2 separate regions of the Anser cygnoides genome follow, and region 1 is linked to region 2. The links are chromatin contacts, called in public Hi-C maps. All regions are on one chromosome and are shown on one strand. Each heading gives the region's core, a stretch centred on a gene start, on an enhancer-like site or on the middle of the called end of the contact. The rest is flanking DNA. Distances are from core to core; before and after follow the strand shown.

Region 1 (5,371 bases), core at 119-2,618, 200 kb after region 2:
AAATAAAGCAGCCACCCGTGAAACATGCAGCTCAATTGAAAACATAATGTGCTCAGCTGGGGTTTGGAGGAGCACCAAGGAATGATCTTCAGACCATACTGAGAAGTTTTCTGGACACTATGGGAGCACTGCAGTGCCCCAGGCCACCGTGACCAGCATCCGCTGGGAGACAGTGCCTTGCTTGTCCTGTTGGCCAAGTGGGGCCATTTGGGGTAGGGTTGCCTTCAGAGGTGAACTGGAGCCCTAAGACTCAGGTGTGCTGATCTCTGGTCTTCTGGGTGGAGAGGCTCCTTCAGTGGACAGTGCCAAGTATATAAATTGCTGTCTTCTGACTTTCCTTTCAGAGGGGTGAATGGATAGCTGTTGCCCTTAGCTGCCTTGGTGAGTCCCTTCCCTCCGTCAGGGTCAGTTAAATAAAGCGTGCTACGCTGTAGTTGGAACCCAGGACAGGGGGGTATGGTTGTTTCTGGCATGCACTATGTGTAGGATGTCTATAGCTGCCTGTGTCCATGCTCTGTAAGGAGATACCTGTAACACTAACCTCTGCTTGCAGCAACAGCCGACTCTGAGGCTTTTTGGGGAAGGATTTTGTCTGCCTGATGTTAGCCAGGGAATAGAGAGGTGGCTGGTAGCACCACGCGAGACATCTTTGGTGTGGAGTTGGGTGCACACCCCATCCCTCTGATGTACCCCCCAGTTCCCCTTACCTCTGTGCTTGAATATGGATTTGCATCCCCAAAGTATTTCTCCAGCTCTGAGAGGCTTACTGGGTGATCGTTGCTGGTGACTGTGAGCTGACTGGGGAGAGCTGTGCCTCCTGAGCCCTTTCCATTTGGTTTCTGTTGGGGTAAATCCTGAGGGCCTTTCTTCCAGTTTCAGTCAGACCTGTAATTGAATTTCTCTTTCCAAGACGTTCTAATATCAATGTCACTGGAGGGTGTTCATTAGCTGAACACAAGATACTTACTGGGGCTGGTCCAGGGATGGCTGGGAGGTTTTATATGGGGGCTTAGAGAAGATAGTTGGGTTTTTAAAACTTGGGTTCGGTGGGAATATCACCTGTCAGCATCTGGCACGATAAATTGCTGGGTCAGTTTGTTGACAAATGTTAATGAAAACTAGGAGTGGGACCAGAAATGCCCCTGATCTACACCACTCAAAGCTGTATTTTTGTTTTCTTTTAGCATCAAGGGATACACAGGCACAGCTAAAAAGCCATTCTGGAAAAAAATTTTGAAGTTTAAACACTTTGTTCCTACTCGTGGGAGCTGAAAATTCAAGCTCACTGTAAACAACCTTGGAAAACATTTTACATTTCCGGAGTTTTGAGTCCAAACGTTTCCATGAAGCAGTGACACAGTTCGAGGGTAACAACACACTTTGTTTCTTTTCTTTAACATAATTTTTTTCTGAGAGTTGTACAAGTGTGTGTTTTTTTTTTTTTTAATACTACTCTTGCTTTCTGGGACAAACATCTCCCTTCTCAGAGTAGATTTTGGTCAGAGGTGGGGAAAGGGAAATGTGTACTTCCTTAAATAAATATCTATATGTGTTTTTAGTATTTTGGGTATTTTATTTTTCAAGCAGAAAGTTGACTTTTTTTTTTTTTTTTTTTAACAACCATTGGTTAGTACTATGGAAAATGCACAGAGCTGTTTTGGCTGGATGGAGCAAAGCAGCGGGTTAAATTTTAGCACATTTAGCAGCACAGAGATCTCTCTTCTGTGAAAGACAGGATTGTATTATGTAACAGCCCGGCTGCCAAATACTTCTGCTGGCAGCAGTCAGCCTTCTATGCACCATTGACATCAAAACCTAATGAGGTTTGATCCAGAGGAGGGATTTGAAAGGACGTCTTGTTTTTCTTCAATCTTCACAAACTGAACTTGTTTAAAAAGGGGGAGAAAAAAAAAGATACAGAGTCTTATTTGATAAATGAGGAAAAACAGTGGTTTTTTCTCTGAAGTTTTCGCTGTTTATTGGTTTAACAGCTATTGCTCAGAACAAGTCATTTCTATTTACGGTGTTTATCATATCAGCTAACCTTGTGTGTTGGATCGAGGGGGCTGGAGGTCAGGTCTCCATGTTTTCCCTCCACGGGGGCTTTCTGACAGCTTACCTTAGTATCTCCTGTGCCTAATATTTATACAGCGTCACATTCAGTAAACACAGGACCAAGCAAGCGCCCCACTTTGTATACCATGCACAGTAAGTAAAATGCTTCAGAGAGTAAGTGGCGACAAGAAACACAGGGCTGTAACAAGGTGGTGTACAGGGACACCCAGCTCCATGAAGGCTGCTACAGTGCTAGAAGCAACATAACACGATACTGTGCTATATTATTGTATAATAAAGCAGATCTTGCTAATGCACCAAAAACTGTAAGGAATATTCTGCTGGATAATAGCAAAGATTTATCTAGCCTGGCGTCCTGTTTGACAGCAACTGGCAAGGAAGGCTGAAAGAAAGAGATCAGGGAGCAGGGCATGTGTTGAGTGGTCTGTCCCCTGGAGCAATGCTGACCTGCAGGTTAGCCATCTCCTGAGATGGAGATTTCATAGATTGTGACTCTCTGAGCATGTTTAATCCCATTTAAGCTCTTATCATGTGGTCATAAGCCTTCAGTTTGTTGCGTGGAAAACCTTTTCCTCTGGCTTGTTTCAAACCCATGTGGAAAACCTTTTCCTCTGGTTTGTTTCAAATATGCTCTCTGCTTACTTGGACCTAGGTTACTTTCTCCACATCATCTTATATAGTGACAGAGGAACATGCCAGCTCGTGTGAATGCGGCGCAGCGCTGGATCAGACGTCTCCCTGTCACATGTGTAGCGCAGGCATAGCTGGTATTGGCATAATACAGCAAGATTTTAGCCTGCCTGGTCATCGTTATGTTTTAGGGGGGTTATCATGACAGAACTGTGGTTAAGAATTTGAAGCAAGAATGAGGTGAGTTTACAGACATTTGTTAGGATCAGCTTCCCATGATGTGTAGTGTACTTTGTGCATCTGTAAAAAGGGAATGCGAAGCTTCTCATATGAAATAAATAGCAGAGTTGCCAACACTAGCAAAAATGAAGGCAGATATGAATGTATGCTTAGCATATTGAATGTTTTACACAAATACAGTGCTTGCCTCAGAAATGTATGAAAGATCATATCAACTTTGCCTTGCCCAGGAAATTCACTATCCTTTTGTTCACTTACCAGCAGGGAAAGTATTGTAACCAGCAGTTTAATATCCCAAAAATCCCTGAGCAAGTCAGTGGCAGAGCTGGGAGTACAGTTCAGGAACAATGTCTTTCACTTACATATTTAGTCTCCTGTCCGCATTTCTCTGGAGAAGTATTTCTGGTCACGGTGGTAGAGGTGTTAAATGAAGTTGGGCAGTTACTCTTGTATTTCTGCTTTCATCTTGAAAGTTTCAGGACTCTTGCCTGTTCAACAAGTCTTGTCAAAGCTGTTCAAGAAAAAAACTGCAGAGCCCAGGATTATCAGTACTTTTTTGTATTCAGAGCTTCAGCTGCTGCCAAAGGTCTCTGGTGATGGTAGCATGTGTAAGGAACAGAAATGCGCTGATTAAGTCCAATAAACTTGAGCGTCTGTGCGTGTTACCAAGAGTATGGGAGGGGAATGTGAATGATGAACGGCATTGCTGCGTGATGGGACTGCACTTTGCATGCAGGTCTCAGCATCCGCTTCTCTCCCCTAGAACAGCTCCCAGTGTGCCAGGGTCCTGAGCAGCTACAGAAAGCTGACTGCTTGTGAGGTAACCTGTTAGAGGAATGAGATTTGTTTTTCCTCTCTTCTTTTCTCCCCCTACATTTTCCTTCCAAAGTCCCAGTGTGTTTCATGTCAGTATTGTGCCAATTAAAACATTTCTGTTTTTAAAAATGGTATATGGTAAAAGTAGTCTGGTGTCACAAGATTGGAGATCTCTTCCCTAGGAACGAGTCACTAAACCAAAAGCTTTTTGGTGTAGTGCTATAATGTACGTAGACACTGGGCCATGCACTTGGAAAGATCCAAATAAGACCCTCAAGCCCTGACCCGAGTTAGATTTCTTGAAGTGCACAGATCTGAGTGGCTTTCAGAGAGCTGCAAGAAGAAAAGGTAAAGCAGTGAAACAGTCTTCAGAAAGCAGCTCAGAAAAGGGACTGCCCATAGAGCAGTGAGTGATGGGGCCAAGAAACTGCTGAGTCCCTTGGAAAAGGCAGTGTGTGCAATCACGTCCATTTTGTTATCATATCAGTATCTATTTTGTTACCTTGATTAAGTTAGGGATAAACAGAGGGTTAGAAGATTCTGCTTGTATATCCTGGAAATTGTGGGTGTAATGAATATATCCTGATTTTAACAGCCACAGCATTTGTAGGAATGGGTTGCTTTAACAACAGATATTGGAAAACCAAGCGCACAAGATCAAATCTTTGTTTTCTTTGTCCCTTGAGCAAGCTGGCTGGGGACACATTTTTTATAACCCTCCTCATTTACAGATTGCATTCACGACAGAAAATCTTGGGCTAGGAAAGCATTTGTGCCCGGTTTGAAGTTTGCTTGGTTTTATGTGTGGGTTTGTACCGTCTCAAGGAATCCACACTTGAATTTTGAGTTCCACAAATAAACATCATACTGCTTCCCTAAGTACAACATCAGTAGGACAGCAGAACAGTGCACAGTCCTTTATGCCAATAATCTTACAAGCTTCCTGAGTAGAAGACAGCTAACCTGAGTTAATTGCCAGTACACCAAGGTATTGGAGCAGGAGAACTGCTCTGGCACAGGCGTTGCAGTGATTTTCTTACTTGCATTAGCGGAGGGTCTACAACAAGCATGTGAATTTTAACTACTGCAGCAGCAAATTCTGTCAAAAAGAAAGAAAATCAGGTAGCTCTTCAAGCTTTTAAAGAGTACTTGTTTACTGACAGAATCAGTGCAAGACCATGTGCTCACTGACAACAAAGAATAGAACTTTATCCCACAGCACATCAAGGCCAAAACTCACCTGTGTGAGAGAGAAGATTTTAGTGTGCTGGGAGCTGTAGTCCTCCAAAGGTGCTCAGTCTATAGAAAAAAGCACATATGAGGTATCCAGATACTAATTCTCATCAATGTCAAAACTAAGAACTCTCTAGAAAGGAAAGAGTTAACTTGGTTTTCGATGGAAAACTGCTCATCTTGTCCAGTTGTTGGCACTTGTCAGTGGACCCAATCCATCAGCGGGACATGGTGCTGGTGTGGGGCTGGCATTTGTGATGGGACAGTGCACGTGGCCCTAGTTTTCTGTAACACTTTTTTTGGAATGAATTGAATCATTTTGCAATTCAGCACGGACTTCTCAGTGAAAGTAGAAGTTGCTTAAAGGATGGACTTA
Region 2 (5,754 bases), core at 1,373-3,872:
CATCTCTGTAACCTTCCTGTGCTATGTTTCAACATACGTATCCTGTAGGGAGAGTTCTAGCCCAGGAGACTAGTAAATGCCCAAGATAAAACACTAAGGGGACTAAGATACCTTGTCCTCCCTCCAATCAGTCCCTGTAATGTTGTGATAGCCAAACGTTTTCCCAAATGAGTCACAGGATAATCTGGCAGGACTGTAAATTTATGAGCTATTTTCAGTTTTTAAGAAAATAACTTCTGCAGTTAGGAAGTCTAATGTCTGTGTTATTAAAAAGGTTCTAACTAAGCCATAATCTGAGCTGAAGCCTCCTGATCTGCCTTTGATTTTACCAAATCCTGCATGGTATCTGAACACTTCAGTCACTTTAAAATCACTGCATGAGGAGTGTTGCTCCAGTCCTAATACTCAGAGCACGCAGGTGAAATTTAAACCACTGGTATGCTTTGCTATGCAGAAAGACAGATCCCAAGCCAGTATCCCAATGGGAAAGTCACCAAGGACATATTGTTATTTTGTCAATGCTTGTTTATATTTTTCTGGACTGATCTGCATAATTCATCCCTTTTAACCTTAAAGAGGTGTTAAATCACAGTAGGAAGAAAGCAATCTAATGCTTTGCTTCCTTTCCCTTAAGGAATTAGTCTCTATCATAATCCAGGTATTTGTAGAAGCCTATGTAAATACCAATACAGCTATATCATTCCTATGTATGCTCATTTGTACACCCACATATGCACACACAACTTACCAACTTCTCTTTCTGCCCTAGTCCGTTGTGTTTTTTTTTCTCTAATACAGATTTAATCTTGTCCACTGCATGTTAACAACTGAATCAGTGAATACACTGAATGAATGGGTTTTCTTTGATTAATAGGAACTCATAAGCAGTGTCTCTGACTTTTAATGATGAAAAATGGAGTTAGCAGAGAATAATTCAGATTCCTTCAGTGGTGCTGTCCAAGGATCTTGTCATTTCACTCTTGTCCTGCCCAGGAAGCCAGTGTTTCTTCCTCAAAACAAACATCCAGCTTATCTCAATCTATCCACCTCTTTCTTTCTCTCTTATTTTTCTTTCATTCATAGAAATAATACAGCTTTTCCCTTTAAGAATGTATGAAAGAGTACATCCTATTATAAGTCTTTGGGGGATGACTGAGCTGTAAAGCTGTGTATCGTGGAATAAGAGGCATTCATATACATCGACTAACCCAGATTCCTTGTAAAAATGCAATCTAAAATAAAGAGGTTGACATAAAAAAATTACCATACTTTACAGATTAGATTTCTATTCCTTTTCCCCTTGCTCAACTTAGGATAAATTGTTTCATGAATGGCAATATTGATTTATTTTGCTTACCTGCTCCTCCGTGGCCAGAAATAAAATATTCCAAGAACACAATCAGCACGATGCCTTTATGCTGCATGGCTGTCAGTAAAATATCTGTCCTCGGTGAAGCAAAAAAGAGCTGCAGTAATCTACAGGTTTGGTGCTTGCATGGCTTTTCTGTATTTTCTTTCTTTCTTTCTGCTCACCTTCCTCTTAGTGCAGGGGTCAAGGCTGCTGTCTCATTCTTCTTGTTTTCCTTTGGGTCTGGAGCCTTTTTTTTTTTTTTTTTCTCTTTCAGGGCTCAGATGCCTTCTGGGTGTCACCCGTACATCGCTTCCAATAAATAAATAAATAACAAGGATTTGCCGTGTCTTCACCCCTCTCCATGCAGCGGGCCGGGGATGTTCACATCCCTGCTGCAGCCCCCTGAATGCACCATCGGGGGCTGGTGCGACGCGGGGAGCTCTCTTCGGTCCGCTCTCTTGCGGATGCTAGTCCGAAACTTTCCTTTCTGCTCCTTGCTTTTGCTGGAGCTTCGTTTTGGCTTCCTTCCCCCTGGCAACCTTCCCTACCCCCCTGGCAGCCCCCGCAGCTAGCCGGGGTGGCGATGGGGTCCCGGCTGCGGGAACCCCGCTTTGGTGGGAGCTCTGCCCCCAAACCCGCTTCCCCTTTGCTCCCTGCAGCAGAGGGGTCATAAGAAGAGAGTTGGCTTTTCTCGCTGAGAGCTGATGAGAAGCAAGTGCTTTCCTGGCTCTTCTCTCTTGTCAGTTTGGGTGGCTTGATTTTATTTCCTAGCCCTCCTCCCTCCGCTGGCACGGAAGCCACTGATCCCACAGCGAGCGCCAGGGGCTAAGAGCAAAACCCCAAAGCGGGGGGGGGGGGGGGGGGGGGGGCTCGCCGGGGCCGGGGGACCCCTGGTCGGGGTCGGGGCTGCCGGAGGGAGCCTGGGGCAGGGGCTGCGCTCAGGTGCGGGGGAAAAAATGGGGCTGGAGGGCAGCTCCTGCCTCCCTCCGGCTGCAGCGAGGCTCAGGGTTGGGGTTCCCCCCCTCCGGGGCTGGGAGTTAGCCTCAAGTTTCCTCTCTGCCTCTAGCACATCCCTCGGTCCTGAGCGGGCAGTTCGCCTCTCTGGTCCTGTCTGGCTGCAGAGGGGATTATTATAACATGTGATCTTCTTCCTGTTCTTTATACGTGCTTTTTTTTTTTTTTTTTTTTTTTTTTTTTTTAGGGTGGAGGAGGAGGAGGATGGGTCGGTTCCGCACCTCCTCGTCGGCTGGGCTGGTCCTCGGTGCGCTCAGATGCAGGCGTTGTTCTCCGGCAGCATCTTCTGCTCCAGGAGCCTGCCCGTCCTCCGTCTGCCCGTCCGTCTGCCCGTCCGTCTGCCCGGCCGTGGGTGTGCGGGGCGGGGGCAGCCCGCTCAGCCCGCCCCGGCTGCTGCCTGCTGTCCCTTGTCCCTGCAGCACCCTCTGCCAGCCCTGCCGGCACATGACAGCTGCCCCACACCGCGGCGACACAGCCCCCCCGGGGCGCCCCAATGGCAGCCTCAAGGCGTGGGGACAGCGGGGAAGGTCTGGGGGGTTTGTCCCTCGCAAGGTGGGCGATTGGGAGCGAGCATCGGGTTTATTTCCATAGGCAAGGGTAGACACGAGCTGGGAGAAGCCAGCGAGGGGACTTGGGGCTTCCTGGGGGGCTGCGCTGGCACCGCTGACACATCTGCCTTCATGCAGGGCATGACCGTGAAGTCGGATCTGCCAGCCCCAGATTTTTTTGGAGGCGGTAACTCCAACACCCAGCGAGGCTCCAGCATCAGGGGTAAAAGCACTCAGCCCTAGAAATAATTTTAATTCAGGGAGTGACAACCCCCCCAACCCACCCCCCAGCTCCGTTCTCTCTTTCTTCAGCTTTTAAGGCAGTGTAATGCCATTACCTTCTGTTTGATGTCACGGAGGGAAGCAGGCTCGATGGGAGTAGACGAGGTTATTCTCGTGCCCATGTGTGCACAGGATCAGACCTTAGAGGGATTTGCAGAATGTGGGTCATACAAAGCAGAATAAGGAAAGATTTATTTCCCTTTGCAGTGGGAATGTTTATGTAAGGCAGAGTTATTTAGCTATGTATTGGAGGAGAATTTTCTAACTTTACCCTTATCTTCCTTTTTTTGTGCGTTTTTAATAAGAAAACCAAATAGAAAATTTTAAAATATGTAGGAAAAATTTCCTCTCCTTTTTGTCTTTGCCTTTTGTTTGAAAACAGTTAAAATACTGAATAATTACAAAACATAATTCTCTCTCCTAAGTGACAGTTAGCATCCTTCAGAGGGTTTGAGAGCGGTGCGCTCAGCTCCCCTGGGACGTTCTGAGTTCTTTCAACTCAAGCATCTTCAGCGGGAGCTGGGGAAATGCAGTATGTCCTAGAGCTACAGGCAGTGTGACATTAATGAGATGCTGTCATTTAATAATTGTGCTTTGTCGCCATTGCTTGTTGATTGCTGCCTTTGTGAAAAAAAATAAAGTGGCATTTTTTTTATTCCTAGGTTTTAGGCTTGTCACTAACTGAAAAGTTTCTTCCAGATAATTTCCTCAGACTTAAACTGTGGCACTTGAGAAAATTCCCTGGCCGTGAGTTGTAGTTCCGTGGATGTAATAAAGGTCAAGAAGCTCCTGTATAATTTAAACAACAACTCAAAATGGGGAGCAAAGTTCATGTTGCTCTTTAAGTGGAAAGTCAAAGTTAAGCATATTCATTTACTTGTGATGTCTGGATGGCAACAACATAAGACTTTCCAGTTGTTGTTAACTGTAGGTTATAAAAGTGACTTAAAACTGAAAGCCTTAATTTCTCTTCCTTATTATTGCCTGTCTTGAGGAAAACAGTAACAGAGGTACTGTTTTCAGTTTAGTACTACTAAAACCCAGGCATGCCTGTGAGCTAAGAGGAGCTAAAATCTAAGGGGGACATTTTGCTGTTATCATTGACAGCTGCTGCTGTCCAGAGGACAGCCTGATGATATTTGAGGAACAGCCCATACCTAGAGGTGTCAGGCAGAGAATGCACATCTTAGCTGAACAGTGTGTATGAACAATGATGTGAATAATGATGATTTGCTTTAGTCAGCTCCTGAACTATAGAAACGTAAAAGCACAATCCCTGAAGTCTCAAGCAAGGTTCATGCTCCAGACCCTGACTTTCGCTGGGGGAACCAGCTAATGTGGAAAGTGACTGCTCTAGTGGCTTAGCACAGCACCACCTGACAAAGCACCCAGAGAACAAACAGCAAAACTGTGAATCATTCATTTTGGAGGAGGACAGGAGAGCCAATGACATGGCACAGAGGGGGTAGGTGTGTCACCTGTGCTGCCTGCCCTCTGTGCTCTGCAGGCCTGATTGCAAAAGCCAGAGGACGGGCTGTCCTCTTGGAGATCGCCCCAGAGTGGTGGCACATCTCAGTCGCTTAGCATCTTGTTTGCCTTCACCCTTTGTATCCATTCCTTGTGTCTCTCTAATTTGTCTTGCCTTTCCTCCTTGTATTTCTTCAGCAACTATGACCAGCCTGAAGGAAATCTGTCGTGGCCTTCCTCTAAACCCTTTGCCTGAAAACAGAGGTCGGAGGAAAGGAATACCCCATGCACCTGTGAGAACCCCTAATCTCACTGCTCAGGAGAAAAAGGTAACACAGGGTTTCACAAGGCCTCACTTCTCTTCCTTTCAGATAAATGCAGCTTGGAGCGGCAGACCTGATCGCCTCAAATGCTTTTCTGAGTGCCAGCAGATATATTTCCTTGGTGTTATATTTTCAGTAATGGTTAGTGAGACAAAATACTGGAAACTTTTCTGTGTGCTTGCTTTCTCTTTCTCCCCAAGTTGATTGATATGAGGGAAATTTGCCACACAACACCTTTGTGCATGACTTCAAATGGCTAAACAAGAGGCCTTAGACTTCAATGCTGTCAATCCAGCGTTGTTCCTTGGAGATGAAATTATGAATGCTGCTGCAAAAACGCTGCATATGTATGGGAGTGAATACTAACCCCTCAAATACAGTTAACATGAAATGTGTCAAATCAACATCGTGGTACAAGCTATGTATCTGTATGTTTGCGTAGGGATCCAAAGATAAATTAGTTTAACCAGCAGTCTGAAGCATCCTGGCATTTAGACAAGCTTGTAAGGGATTGAGTTAATTATTTGTCCTTAGTTGTGTAATTCTTTTTCTGCCTCTTTTTGTTTAAATAGTCTGTGTACACTCTAAAGTAATCGTTGAATTATTTCATGTTAGAGACAATAATAAAAAAAAAAAAAAACAGCAGCAGAAATTAATGTTCAAGGGGTGGACATCCTTAGGAATTTTGTGCAGGACGTGATAAGGTTGGTTTCTTAGTTTGAAAGCCTTTGCTTCATCACATGTAACTCTTACAATGTGACTTTCTGGT

What was found. A called contact is a pair of places that touch in the nucleus more often than the background predicts.
Region 1: a contact with region 2 is called in a Hi-C map of liver, with 8 times the contacts expected there. The contact joins the enhancer-like site here to the promoter of UROC1 in region 2. A contact is called at or near these places in 2 of 7 Hi-C or Micro-C datasets (both in liver).

Annotation. Positions count from the first base shown.
Region 1 is chr10:13,007,498-13,012,868 of Taihu_goose_T2T_genome, forward strand. The region is part of intron 6 of LOC136791594 (a long non-coding RNA gene); the gene reads left to right. Among named protein-coding and RNA genes, the nearest start is that of SLC41A3, 37 kb to the right of the region's middle. Within about 2 kb of position 1,369, at least 1 of the 3 cell types and tissues checked has open chromatin away from gene starts, as enhancers often do. A contact at or near this core is called in liver, where this site is marked.
Region 2 is chr10:12,804,737-12,810,490 of Taihu_goose_T2T_genome, forward strand. UROC1 (urocanate hydratase 1) reads left to right here and starts at 2,623. Exons shown (of 21, transcript XM_067002995.1): 1 at 2,623-2,917; 2 at 4,861-4,991. The coding sequence starts at 2,623. It overlaps LOC106045060 (netrin-4-like), which reads right to left and starts at 2,557. Exons shown (of 10, transcript XM_013195380.3): 1 at 1,358-2,557. The coding sequence starts at 1,424.